Linked DNA regions of Mus musculus: all the other regions are linked to region 2. A link is a contact called in public HiChIP or PLAC-seq data. All regions are on one chromosome and are shown on one strand. Each heading gives the region's core, a stretch centred on a gene start, on an enhancer-like site or on the middle of the called end of the contact. The rest is flanking DNA. Distances are from core to core; before and after follow the strand shown. Region 1 has its middle 20 kb from the start of Hif1a. Region 2 overlaps Prkch (protein kinase C, eta). Region 3 holds the start of Snapc1 (small nuclear RNA activating complex, polypeptide 1). Region 4 holds the start of Hif1a (hypoxia inducible factor 1, alpha subunit).

What was found. HiChIP or PLAC-seq counts read pairs in DNA pulled down with a chosen protein or histone mark.
Region 1: a BATF HiChIP or PLAC-seq map of CD8 T cells shows a contact between it and region 2, with 6 read pairs. The contact joins two enhancer-like sites. A contact is called at or near these places in 2 of 39 promoter capture datasets (the C10 cell line and maxillary cranial neural crest), 2 of 484 Hi-C or Micro-C datasets (embryonic stem cells and macrophages), 2 of 115 datasets of contacts at active chromatin or transcription factors (CD8 T cells and Th17 cells) and 2 of 9 other capture datasets (adipose tissue and liver).
Region 3: a contact with region 2 is called in an H3K4me3 HiChIP or PLAC-seq map of bone marrow-derived macrophages, with 2.9 times the contacts expected there. The contact joins the promoter of Snapc1 here to the enhancer-like site in region 2. A contact is called at or near these places in 5 of 39 promoter capture datasets (the 3T3-L1 cell line, cranial neural crest, liver and 2 more), 1 of 484 Hi-C or Micro-C datasets (bone marrow-derived macrophages), 9 of 115 datasets of contacts at active chromatin or transcription factors (the 230-238 cell line, Th17 cells, acute myeloid leukemia and 6 more) and 3 of 9 other capture datasets (adipose tissue, liver and pancreatic islet).
Region 4: an H3K4me3 HiChIP or PLAC-seq map of neural progenitor cells shows a contact between it and region 2, with 5 times the contacts expected there. The contact joins the promoter of Hif1a here to the enhancer-like site in region 2. A contact is called at or near these places in 12 of 39 promoter capture datasets (3T3-L1-derived adipocytes, the C10 cell line, the HPC-7 cell line and 7 more), 1 of 15 datasets of contacts at CTCF or cohesin (the NIH/3T3 cell line), 3 of 484 Hi-C or Micro-C datasets (the HL-1 cell line, granulosa cells and rod photoreceptor), 9 of 115 datasets of contacts at active chromatin or transcription factors (the 230-238 cell line, the SCID.adh cell line, acute myeloid leukemia and 6 more) and 3 of 9 other capture datasets (adipose tissue, liver and pancreatic islet).

What each region holds. Positions count from the first base shown.
Region 1 is chr12:73,886,663-73,889,724 of GRCm38.p6, reverse strand. No RefSeq gene overlaps it. Among named protein-coding and RNA genes, the nearest start is that of Hif1a, 20 kb to the left of the region's middle. Within about 2 kb of position 1,539, at least 34 of the 459 cell types and tissues checked have an H3K27ac peak or open chromatin away from gene starts, as enhancers often do. A contact at or near this core is called in CD8 T cells, where this site is marked.
Region 2 is chr12:73,754,296-73,757,332 of GRCm38.p6, reverse strand. The region is part of intron 10 of Prkch (protein kinase C, eta); the gene reads right to left. Among named protein-coding and RNA genes, the nearest start is that of Gm34189, 26 kb to the left of the region's middle. Within about 2 kb of position 1,437, at least 92 of the 459 cell types and tissues checked have an H3K27ac peak or open chromatin away from gene starts, as enhancers often do. A contact at or near this core is called in CD8 T cells, the HL-1 cell line, acute myeloid leukemia and 7 more, where this site is marked.
Region 3 is chr12:73,963,058-73,966,014 of GRCm38.p6, reverse strand. Snapc1 (small nuclear RNA activating complex, polypeptide 1) reads right to left here and starts at 1,518. Exons shown (of 10, transcript NM_178392.5): 1 at 1,269-1,518. The coding sequence starts at 1,453.
Region 4 is chr12:73,906,594-73,909,597 of GRCm38.p6, reverse strand. Hif1a (hypoxia inducible factor 1, alpha subunit) reads right to left here and starts at 1,731. Exons shown (of 15, transcript NM_010431.2): 1 at 1,274-1,731. The coding sequence starts at 1,308.

The sequences.
Region 1 (3,062 bases), core at 290-2,789, 130 kb before region 2:
GTCAGAAGCACAAGGGTTTCTTAACTCTCACACAAAGAGAGATCTCTCTGAAGTTATGCTGGTCTTAATGTTTAAAAAAAATACATTTTAATACATTGTTACTACTCATTTTTATAAAGTGAGACTTTTAACTTTATTTCATAATTATCCATCCTGAAGAACTTGACTTATAGAAGAGATTGACCTGAATTCAAGCCTCTGTGGTTCAGGATTGGAGTGTGTGTGTGTGTGTGTGTGTGTGTGTGTGTGTGTGTGTACCGACTGCAATGAATTCTTAGCCCTGGGGGATTTAATGGCTTTGTATGTAGAAGCTCTGTAAATTAAAAAAAAAATTATTTGAATACCTCTCACAAGAACATCCTCAAAAACACTACTTTGAGGCCAGAACCTCTAGCACACTACTTAGGCCTACCAAAAGTCTCTTGCATGCTAATCATAAAAATTAAGATCCACTCGACTGTGGCCGAAACCTTTCTTTTCAGGTCAGGCTCTGGAGTCATCATCATAGGAACTCCAGATTCTTATCTGTAAACAATGAGTGGGGTTAAATAAAAATATATACTTGGTCTCTGACCTGGTTCCTGCCACAGAGCTCCTGAAATCCTTGTAATTTCCTGAGTGATTGGGGTACTTGGTGGCTCTTTTGTTCTAATATTCTGCCTCTGAGCCTGGTTTCTGACACAGATCCACCCATTTCCTGGGATCTCCTGGATAAGAGCATCTTGCATTCCTACAAAGTGACTCTTGTCATTGGTCCAAAGAAATATCATGCAGGATTAGAAGTTGAGGATGTTCTGCCAACTTCTGCCCCATCCTCCAAGAAGGCAAGAAGAGTTACAGGCTGAGTTAATAGTTGATCCTGCTGATGGCAAGCCTCTATTAAGTTCCTAAAGTGTGAAGTTGAAAGAGCTTCCCTGTTGGTAAAGATGTCCATGTTCCAGGAGGGCACCACACATCAGATCCAAAGAAACAGAAGCCCCTGCCTTGGGACTCTTCTGAACCTTGCTTTACCGAACCTCTTCATCTGGCTGGTCATGTGTAGTACTTAAAAAAAAAATCTGTTGTACTAAGTGAGTAATAGTAAATAAACCATTTCCTGGGTTCTGTTGGCCACTCCAACAAATTGTTGAATGTAAGGAGGGAGTTGTGGGAACCTCTGAGAGGTTGTTGGCACAGAAGCAATCTGGGGACTGTTGTGGATGAAACAGGGAGCAAGCAGTCTTGTGAGGTTGAACCCTTCACCTCTGGTGTCTGATGCTGTCACATGGTGTCAGCGTCGAGTGTAGAATTCCTAACTAGTGGCCAAAATCTGGCTGGCATGGGTAAATTCTCATCCATTTTGGCCACAAATGTGTTTCGTGTTGAGTGTGAATATAGAGAAGAAGAAAAGCAAGTTGTTCTTCCTACATGTCTGATGTCAGAAGTAGATTGCTGAAAGCGATGTAGGAGAAAAGTTGGGTTTTTTTTTCCTGGTATACAGGATGTTATTTGCTTACAGAGGAGTGGTATGACTCTTTCCCCCAGAAGCTTCCACAACCAGAACTTTCTGTCCTCCTTTCATGCTTTCGGGGTGATGACGTCACCTTGCTGATATTTGTAAGTATAGCTATGACTTACAATGACTTGACCTAGCAGCCTTTTGCTTTTACAAAGTAAAAATGTGTAAAAGCAATACATATTCCAGGCCTAAAAGATGGCTCGTGGTTAGGAGAACTGTCTGGTATTACAGAGGACCCAGGTTCAATTCCCAGCACTGACGTGGTAGCTTACATCCATCTGTAACTTCAGTTCTGAGGGATCTAACTCCTTCTTATGACCCTGGTGGGCATCAGGCATGCATGTGGTGCACACACAAAGATGTAGGCCAAATAGTCACACACATAAGATAAAGTTAATAAATCCTTTTGTTTTTTTTTTAAAGTAGTACATATTCAACAGAAACCCCACTGAGGATTTTGACCTTTGCCAGGCTGGTGGTTTGTCACACACGTCTCTCCTGTAAGACTGAGTAGCAACATCAAATCACAACCGCCAAATAGTCCCCTGCTCATGAGAAGAATAACCAACAGGCTCCAGTGTACCGTGCCGCTATGGTGCTACGGTATGGTGCATAGTTGGTTGTATGTATTCAGCATCCTTAACAATGTGTGGCGTTTCCAATTACAGTGGATGTATCAGGAGACAATCTCACCATCATTTGAGGAGCCCCTCCCCACAAAATTAGAAATTTTAAAAAGATTAACTTATGTTCAGTATAGCGTTACTTGTTTTTCTACCTTCTAGTTTTCGAATTCCCAGAAACTTGGTCAACATTTTCGGTATGGATAGAAGTAATATTGCCTGGGTGGTTCCAGACCTCTTAGTGGCTGCTTAGGCTTTCATCTTTCCCCATCCCTTTCAGCAGCCACGAATGCCAACCCTTCACACCAAAACTTGAGGTGTTTGGAGAAGAACTTGCGGGACGTCCCTGCAACCCCCTCGACAAAGCCAGCGGCAGCTGCTCCTCTCCTTATCTCTCTCTGCCTAGCAAGAGATGCCTTCCCTGCCCCCCAGCACTAATCTCGGCTCCCATGTTTGGACTTTATCATCTGCCCCGCCCCACTGGTAACCATCAAGCCTCCTCCCCTTCCTTCTCCCCCACCTCCTAAACTCCAACACCGTCTCCACTGTAGCCATCCCAATATGGTTTAGATAGTACCTTCTCAGAGAAGTCTTCTCCAACCTGAGTCCCAACCACTTTACCGCCTCTTGGGTCTGGGTGAGGCATCCTATAAGGGCATCCCCCATAACATTGTGCACTTAGGAGTTAATTGAATTAACAAAGGGTTGGAAGGTATGATATGCGCAGAATGTACTAGGTAATTAACATGTTCTGAATAAAATAGGGCTCTTGTCCTCAGGAAATTTATATGCCACTTTGGGAATGAGACAGTAAACGCAGTTATAATAAGGCACAATTAGCTCACAAAAGAAGCATGCACGGGGACACAGAGAAAGCACTCAAGTCCAGACTTGAAGGGTGAGAGATGATTATTTGGAAAAAGATTCATCTTCATTGTGAA
Region 2 (3,037 bases), core at 188-2,687:
ATCTCACCTGCTGATTGACAACGGTTATCAGCACGCCAAAGGCAATAGTGTTCTAACACAACTTCTGGTATGGGCTCTAACATCCAGCTGCCAATCACTAGCCACAGCCTGGACACTGTTACCAAGGAAGGCTGAAATGAGCTCAGGGTGGGAAGGAGTCCTATCAATCATCACAGGCTCCACCCACCCAGGCATAGCCGAGAGCATGCAGGAGATGTCTACTTCAGTTTTTAAGGGAATGATGTGCTCAGAGGCAAACCACAGTTCCATCATAGGAAGAAGGTAGCATATTACGTGGGGATGCTGGGTGACCTGGAGATTCCCAACAGCTGGAGATAGGTAGCTAACTGCCAATTAGAGCAACTTCTCTAGCTTTGGGCCACTTGGTTGGGAGCCTAGAAGCTCCCCTTATGGTAGTGTCTGTAAGTATATAACGCTAATCGCTAGTCAAAATGCATGGCTCTGTTTCCCTATCCTTGGTCTGAGTACAAAAGTCCACTGGGCTGTGAGGACCAAGGGAAAGGCTGGTTTCTGTCCAGCTCAGATCGTGTTGTGGTTGAGGAGGGAGGAGAATACAGAACTGCCACAGCCACCTGTGGTTTGTTCCCTGTGAGTTGGCACAACCCGTTGTTACACCTTACAACGAAGCTGTTATGTCTTACAACAGTGGTTACTGGATATTGCCCAGAAATGAAAAATGAAGGCCCATTTTCCAAGAATGCTTTGTGGGCAGTGTAGTAGAACTTTCTTGGCACAGGCCTTCCTTCTGCTCCTGGGTTCTTGACGGCTGTCTCCAAGGTCAGGGGCATGAGACCCAGGTATGCGGAGTACCTTGTGCCACTTAGAAAGATGAGCTTCCTCTGTCTCTAAGCCTGTTCCACCTAGCAATCTCCTTCCACAGAAGCCACTGTTTTTAGTGGGTTGTGATTATGAATGCCACCTCCTCCTGGTCCCCCAATTCCTGAGACATGAGCACAAAAACTGCATACTGGACTCCCAGGAGCACTATGGGCTATGGGGAGTGAGGGCTGATGTAATTTTGTCACACAAGAAGGCCATGGTCCACAGTGGTTTCTGGCACAGGAGGCCCCTCTAATACCTGTCACCTGGCTCCTGTGGGATCCATGATGAAATTCTAGGGAAAGCATCTACTGGCTGACAAGAGATCTGAGAGGGTGTCAGTACAGGAGTCAGCAAGACTACAGGAACTGGCCTGCAGGGCCGGCCTTATCCATACCATGCCACATCCCAGCAGTGCGGGCCTGTGTGGGCCTGAGCTCAGAACACTCTTACATTTCCAAACAAGGTTATTGGGTTTCTGAACTTTGGTGAAGCCGTTATGCCTGCCCAAGTCTCAGAAAGGATCTTGGGCAACAGCAACAAGTGCTGACAGAGCCCCGCAACGGTCTTTCCAGTCTCGCTGATTGCTCAAAAGGGCAAGTGACTAATACCCCAGGTAGGAGGCTTCTTGCTCATTACTCAGCAGCTGTCATGGGCAGCAGGATTGTTTAAGGAGAGAAAAGTGCTAGGTCATCAGTTTGCCAGCCCTCTATGGCAATCTCCTCTGCACGGCAGAGTCTTGGGACAGCTCTTGGGCGGCACACCTGAGCAGCACAGGGGACATGACTCATTCTGGTCATACGATGCCTGAGGCCACAGAGGCACGTTACACAGCTTGAACTTGATTTTTCAGTCTAATTTTAGGCCTTCTCAGGACAGTGTGTGTCCTGGAAAAAAAAAAAAAAGGCTGGAGTGGCTTTCTATATGCTAATAACTCAAAAAAAAAAATCTCACACTGGGATTCCAAGACCATTCAATTAGTAGCATAATATAAAATCAGGCTATCAGCTCTGCCTTGAGCTTAAACATCTCATGCCTCCACTAGGAAGTCTGCCTTGGTACCCTAAAGCAGGCACACTCATGTTGACTCTGCCTTTAGAATACTCAGTTCAGACTTTCATGGTAGCACCCCTACACTGGCTTCTAGAAGGCTCTGGCATGCACCTTCCTTTTCTTTTGCAAGGCCTGCACCTTATTCCTTTCCAGGTTTAGTTCAGTCTTGACAGCAGGTACCCAAGAGAGAAACGGAGACTTCAGATGCCTAATGCTGGCGGTCCTGAACAACTCAGAGTCTGACTTATTTTTAGAAGAAGGAAAGATGTTCCACAGAATTCACTGAGACCCTTGTTCTGACGTGAACCAGCTACACGGCCGTGTATCACACACCTTGACACAAAGTCCAGAGGGAAAATAAGAAACCTGAAACGCAAGTTCAAATTCTTCTCTTTGAAACCAGAGAAAGGAAATTGATCTGGAAGGGGAATCTCAGGGCCAGGAGGGCCAAGCAAAGCCATTGTCTCTCCGCTGGCTCCCATCGAGAAGGAAGAGTTGAGCATAAGAAAGCAGACAAACAAACCACCATGGCCAGTATCCACACCAGGGGAGGGTAAACCATGAGAGGACCAAATGTAAAAGCTACCATCCTATGCTCTCTGACTTGCGATTACAAACTGCAGAGGCCAGGTTTTGGCTCTGGAGTTTTTCCTCTGCTTCATAAGCCGGCCTATAACACAACAGCCAAACACAACACGGCTACCTGATGAAGATTACAAGTTCACACAGGACAGAGGCTGAGATCCTAAGATGCCAAACACAATGCCAGCTCACCAGTCATTAGCTCACTGAGCACTGGTATTTAATAGCTAAGGCCTTTGTCTGGCATGCAAAGGCAGAGAGGCAGAGTTATTTTATCCTCTCAGCTTGCCTGAAAGGTACATTGTTCTTGCTGGGTAAGCAGGGTTACTTAAAATGCCCACAGTAGTTTCAGAGAGAATTCCCAAGTGGTTGAGGACAAAGAAGATTCAGAAATTGGATTTATTTTGTTTCCACCCTGAGCTGCCCCCTAAGAAATAAAACAGAATGGAGTGGAGTCCTGCTTTAGTACAACAAACTCAGCTGTTCCTCCAAAAGAAATAAAGGGAGTGAGATGGGAACGGGCTCAGTGAATTAGAAAGGATCCAGGAGGCTAGTCACAGGC
Region 3 (2,957 bases), core at 269-2,768, 210 kb before region 2:
TGGCCTTGATTCTCCCCACATTCTGGGCATTCTCCCCACATTCTGGGCATTCTCCCCACATTCTGGGCTTAGAGGAGTGCTGCCCCAGAGCAGGTTAATTTCATCACCTGTAGTAATTTACACCTTAATTTGTAATAACTGACAATCTACATAATAGTCTAAATCAATAATATAAAAAGTTCTATTTTATTCAACAAAAGATCTATTAAGATTCCATTCAATCATTTACCCTTTTCAAGAATTTATATGGTATGGTAATTAATACAAACACCGTATTCAAACGTGGGCAAGGTGGTGAATGCCTGACCTTAGAAGGAAGAGTCAGGCAGATCTCAAGGCCAGTCTGGTATAACGGCAAGTTTCAGGCCAGCCAAAGCTACACACAATGAGGGCAAGTCTCAAAAACAAGTAAGGAATACCACATTAATCACATGGCTGTTCTCACTAAGTTCAGTCTAAGGGAGAAATCAAAGAGTAGTAATAACTCTGAACATTAATTTCACACGTCGAACCAGCTAATATATTGATTCATTTAATTCCCACACTATCATGATCTAGTTTACAGACAAAAAGGGTTGTCTCAGATCTGGGGGAGGGGGACTGGAGAGCTGTATTCAAATCCTGATGCCCAAGACCCATCATCTCCACTCTTCACCGTTATCCAAGACTGCGTCTCTAATTATGAAATATACTCTAGACGGTGAGATAAGCCCTTCGTGCTGGGGGTAGACAGAACTCGAGCCTCTCACTTAGTCCCGAAGGCCAAAAGAATTCCCTAAAGAACTGTCATTTGGGTTCAAAAATGACTGACGAAGTGGACAAGCAAAAGGAGATGGAAAATTCCCAGGCTAGGAAACGCCAGTGGAGTACCAAAAGCAACTCGAGCCAAGAGAGTGAGTGCAAGGTGTGGGCACTGGAGATGAGGCTGGGGACAGAGGTAAAGGCAGCTACTGGCTTGAATCTAGGCTTTATCCAACTAAAGGCGATACACAGAGATTCAAACCTGCACTTGCAACGTCAGTTGTTGCATGCTAAATGAATTCGTTCGTAGAGGACCCTGTGTCGGTGGGAATACTTTGTTTCTAACCGCGGATTCATTCGGCAATCAAGATTGGAGGAGGTTTGGCCTCGGATGGAGGCGGTGGAGATGCAGAGGGCCGAGCCAGCAGAGTGCAAGGGCGACCCACGGAAACCGCCAAGGCGGAGGTCGGGGATGCAGGCTGCGTTCCCCACAGGAGAGACAGGGTAGGAGGACGAGGCACACCCACCAGAAGATGGTCGCGAACTTCATGCTGCGCCAGAGCTCCGTGAAGTCCTCGAAGCGCACGCTGTCCATCTCTTGGAAGCGGCTGAGCAGCGTCTCGTAGTCAGTCTGCAGGCCCGGAGGGATCCCCACGCCTTCAACAGTTCCAGCGCCCGTGGGACGGGTCCCGGCGCCCGCAGGAGTCCCCATGCTCACTCTCTCCCGGACCCGGCTTCCCCAATGCCCAGAAGGCCCTGTAGCACCGCCCCAGTCACGTCACATCACGTACGCGCACTCCGTGACGTACTATCCGGGACCTCAAGCCCCGCCTTCATCCGGGTCTTACCTGGCGCCTGTGGCGCTTCTTGCGCGTGCGTAAATGCAAGGTGATTTTAGTCTAGGAAGCCGAACTTGGTGTGATACACGCCTTTAATTTCAGTGCTTGAGAGGCAGAGACAGGAGGATTTCTGTGATTTACAAGCCTGTCCGGTGTATGCAGCGAGTTTCAGGTCTACATAGAGAGACCCTCTAAATAAATAAATAAATAAGACCTTCAAATTAGATAAGTAGGTAGATAAAACAATAGTAGTGCCTGCTAACTATTAATCAATAGGACATGAAGACTCGATTTCTCTCTCTCTCTCTCTCTCTCTCTCTCTCTCTCTCTCTCTCTCTCTCTCTCTCTCTCTCTCCCTCCCTCCCTCCCTCCCTCCCTCCCTCCCTCTCTCTCTCTCTCTCTTTCTTTCTTTCTTCTTTTTTTTTTTTTTTCCGAGAAAGGGTTTTCTGTATATCCCTGGCTGTCCTGAAACTCATTCTGTAGATCAGGCTGGCCTAAAACTCAGAAATCCGCCTGCCTCTGCCTCAACTAACAGCCCCCAAAAGGATTTGAGGTCTTCATTGCCTCCTGACTTATGTAAACTACACTTAGCCTGCCAGTCTTCTTTAAAGTGACTCTACAGTAGCAACCACCCTAACCTCCCTCCACGTGGGAAGATGATCTAAAGAGAACTTGTTAGGGAAGGAACTCCCGTGGTTCTTCCTCATTGCCAAGATCCCCTACAGTCTATGCTTACTTGAGTGATTAATTTGTGGCTCTCCAAGTAATATGCAACCACTCTGGGCAGCAGTTGCTGTTTCCTACCGTTGTTGCCTCTGACAATCTAGCACACTGTCTGATATACTGTTTGGCTAAAGTAGCTCTCTAGAAATCCCACTTTTTAGCTTCTCCCAGGGGCTTGTTACGGGTTAGCATTCTGTATTTGAACTGTATTTCTGTTTTGAAGGCACACTAATCTTTAGAAAAGGTATTCTGGGATGTGCTTGTATGGATGCATTTATTTTATTGTTTGTAATGGTTTGTTTGTGTGTGTGTGTGTGTGTGTTTTCATGAACACACCTCCTGGCCCATGTGGAGGCCAGAAGTTGATGTCCAGTGTGTATACATATATTTTAGTTGTAGTGGGTTTTTTGGTTTGTTTTGGGTTTTTTTTTGTTTTTTTGAGACAGGGTTTCTCTGTATAGCCTTGGCTGTCCTGGAACTCACTTTGTAGACCAGGCTGGCCTCGAACTCAGAAATCCGCCTTCCTCTGCCTCCCAAGTGCAGAATTAAAGGCGTTTGCCACCACGCCCAGCTATAGTTGATTTTTAATTTTATGAAAATAGAATTGCAATCTACAACTCATATTCTTCAAAATATTTTTAAACATTCAAGATG
Region 4 (3,004 bases), core at 482-2,981, 150 kb before region 2:
AGCATTGTAGTCAGTTCTGCAAAATTAATTGCAACTAATTCTGGTAACTCGTGGAGTTAAGTCTAGACTTGCATGAACACTTTAAAACATTTCCAAAGTGCTTCCTTTGGGTGCACACAAACTAAGACCTGGACCTTTTATGGAATAAAGACCAAGACAAGGAAGGGGTGTCCAGAACAGCAGGAAAATGAGTAAGTTTATCTCTTCTGCTGATATGGATAAGGGGAATTAATCTCTTCCAGAAGACTAGAAGGACTTAACAGCAAATTAAGCCAGCCTTGTAACCACAGCTCTTACTACAAACCTTCAACTCCTTAAACTGATTTTCTCAAGGTTAAAATATCGAAGTAGACAAAATTGTGTGCTGGCGGCAGGGGTCGATCTTACCACCACTAGCTGTACTCAATTCTAAAATGTTCTCCTTAGACTCAAACCACAAGATGTTTCATAAACTTACACTGAATTCTCATGGAAGATTTCACACTTCAGATGTATGGTTTTTGGAAACAATTCTTTTCAGGTGTTCCAATAAATTTTCAGTATTTTAACCGACGGCTTTCATCATATATAGCCCCCACTCCATGAAATTACCGGCCTAAATTTAACCAAAACTATCCGTAAGTTATTTTCAGGAGTGAACGAGGCAGCCACATATTGATACATAACGTCTGGGCTCTCCTGACAGGTGATGCAAACACAAGTTTGTAGAAATTGGAAGTTGTTTACAATGATGCCATTTTCCTAAATTCCCGTTACTCTGATGGAGGCAAGTTTTTCCAGATTACAACCAAACCCGCACGTGCAAACTAGAAAGTTAGCGTCTTCGGGCCCCCAGAAGAAACTCCCTAACCTACAAAGGCAACGGCGGCCGCGGCGCAGCGAGGCGGCTCGGGGGAGCCCCGGGTCGGCCTCGGAGGGCCTCGACCCCAGGAAGCTGGCAGCGCGCACAGGGTCCGCCCGGGGCCCGCTGCTCGCGGCTAACGCGGAGGACGGGGAGGGAAGGCGCGGGAGCTAGAGGCGTACTCGGCCCTGGCCGGCTCGGCCGGATGGGCGCGCGGGGCAGGCTGGGCTGCGACGGCGCGGGGCGGGTGTCCGGGGCGGAGACCCCAGCCCCGCCGAGCGCAGGGCCCGCGACTCCCACCCCCAGCGCCAAGATGGCGACGTGGACCGCGGGGGAGCCCGGCGCGTGAGGCTGGGGGGGACGGAAGGGGAGCGGAGACAAAAAAAAAAAAAAAAAAAAAGCCAGTCCACGGAACGCGGCGGCCCGGCTTACTTTTTCTTCTCGTTCTCGCCGCCGGCGCCCTCCATGGCGAATCGGTGCCCGCGTTGTCTTCCCGGCCGGCGGCCCCCGGGCTCGCTCGGGCCTAAACGCCGGCTCTGTCCGCGCGCGCGGAGAAAGAGACAAGTCCAGAGGCGGGGTGGGAGGCGGGACGCCCCCCGGGACGGCGAGGCGGGAGCTGCAGGCTGCGCTCGCTGAGCTCCGGCTCGGGTTCCTAGGCGCTCCTCCGGCTAGCTTGTCAAGGCCTGGCTAGACACTGCCCGCGACGGCGGCGAGGACAGTCCTCGCGTCCCCTCAGCCGAGGAGGCTCTGTGCACTGAGGCGCTGAAGCAGCGGCAGGGGGCGGGCAAGGGCGGAGGCGCGCTCGGGCGCGCGGCGAGGGGAGGGAAAAGCCGAGGGGTGCGCGCGCCCGCTCAGCACCCAACGCGCGCGCCCGCGGGCCCGCCTCACCTGAGCGGAGGCGGGTTCCCGGAGAGCCAATGGTGAAGGACGCAGGCGGCCAGGCCCCACCCCAGCCCACGTTGCTCTCAGCCAATCAGGAGGAGGTCAGCTGAGCCCCAGCTGGGACGAGCTGCCCCGCTCACGTGCTTGTCTGTGTGCAGCTAGGGAGGGAAGAAAAAGGGGCGAGCGACGGGTGCGGCTGAGCCCAGGTCTGGGGGTGGGGGGGTCTCTGCACCTTCAATGGAAAGCTGCGTCTGGCTTTGGGAGGCGCTGCTGGAGCGAGTGGGCTGCCAAGCTTGGGTCCGAGCCTGGCTCGCACCGCCCCGGCTCTCTATAGAGTTCTCTGAGGCTCGCTTACTCCTTAGCTGCGTGGCTGGACCCGGTCGCCGCCCATCCCGCCCGAGTTTCCAGTTGAAAAAAAAAAAGCCAACTTTGCGTTCTGGCAGCCAGCCCCCCTGATGTTAGAGTGGGGTCCCTCCTTCCCAGGTGACCGACACCACTCAGTCTCCAGTCTCCGCTCTTTGCTACACAACAAGGGAAGTCTCCAAGTGATTAAGATTTTCTGGGCCAAAGTTTGACTACTGAGCAAATGCAGATAAAAATATAAAACAAATCCGTCTTGCCAAACCTCTCAAGGGGAGGGAAGTTGCAGGGCCATTTAAAAATAAACTATCTTAAGCATTTACAAATAAACAACAGCTTCAATAAGTGAGAGCACAAGCCTGAATTTGACAAGACAGGAAAAGGCATTGAATAGACTTATTTTGCTTTCATGTTGCTTTAAAAACTGACAAAGATCATCTTAAATGGATGCAGAAAAGGTGCAAGAATTGTTTCAGACTGAGTTTAGTTCACTGTTTAGACTGAAAGAAGAACAAGTCCTTCAACCTACAGACCTTGACAGGACTGCTCACCGGCTATGCTGGGAGCTATGGATTAAAGCCATCATTTTTAGTCGGTCTTTGGAAGCATAAATGTTAGGTCTGTGGGTATGGTGTGTGTTTGTTTTAAAAGTATTCCAAGCCCAACAAAGGAACACTTCGTGCCCGTGTGTGTACACACACACACACACACACACACACACACACACACACGTGTTATAGACACAACTGAGTCTGAATCTGGGGTCTCTGAAACTGACCTGACACTAGACTGTTTAGTATCTCTTCTTTGCCTTGTTAGTACATTGTTACAATCTAACTTTGGGTTGTATAATAATGTAGATATCTATGGTACATTTAAATTGCATTCAAATCCAAAAACAATGCCCTCTAGAAATACACA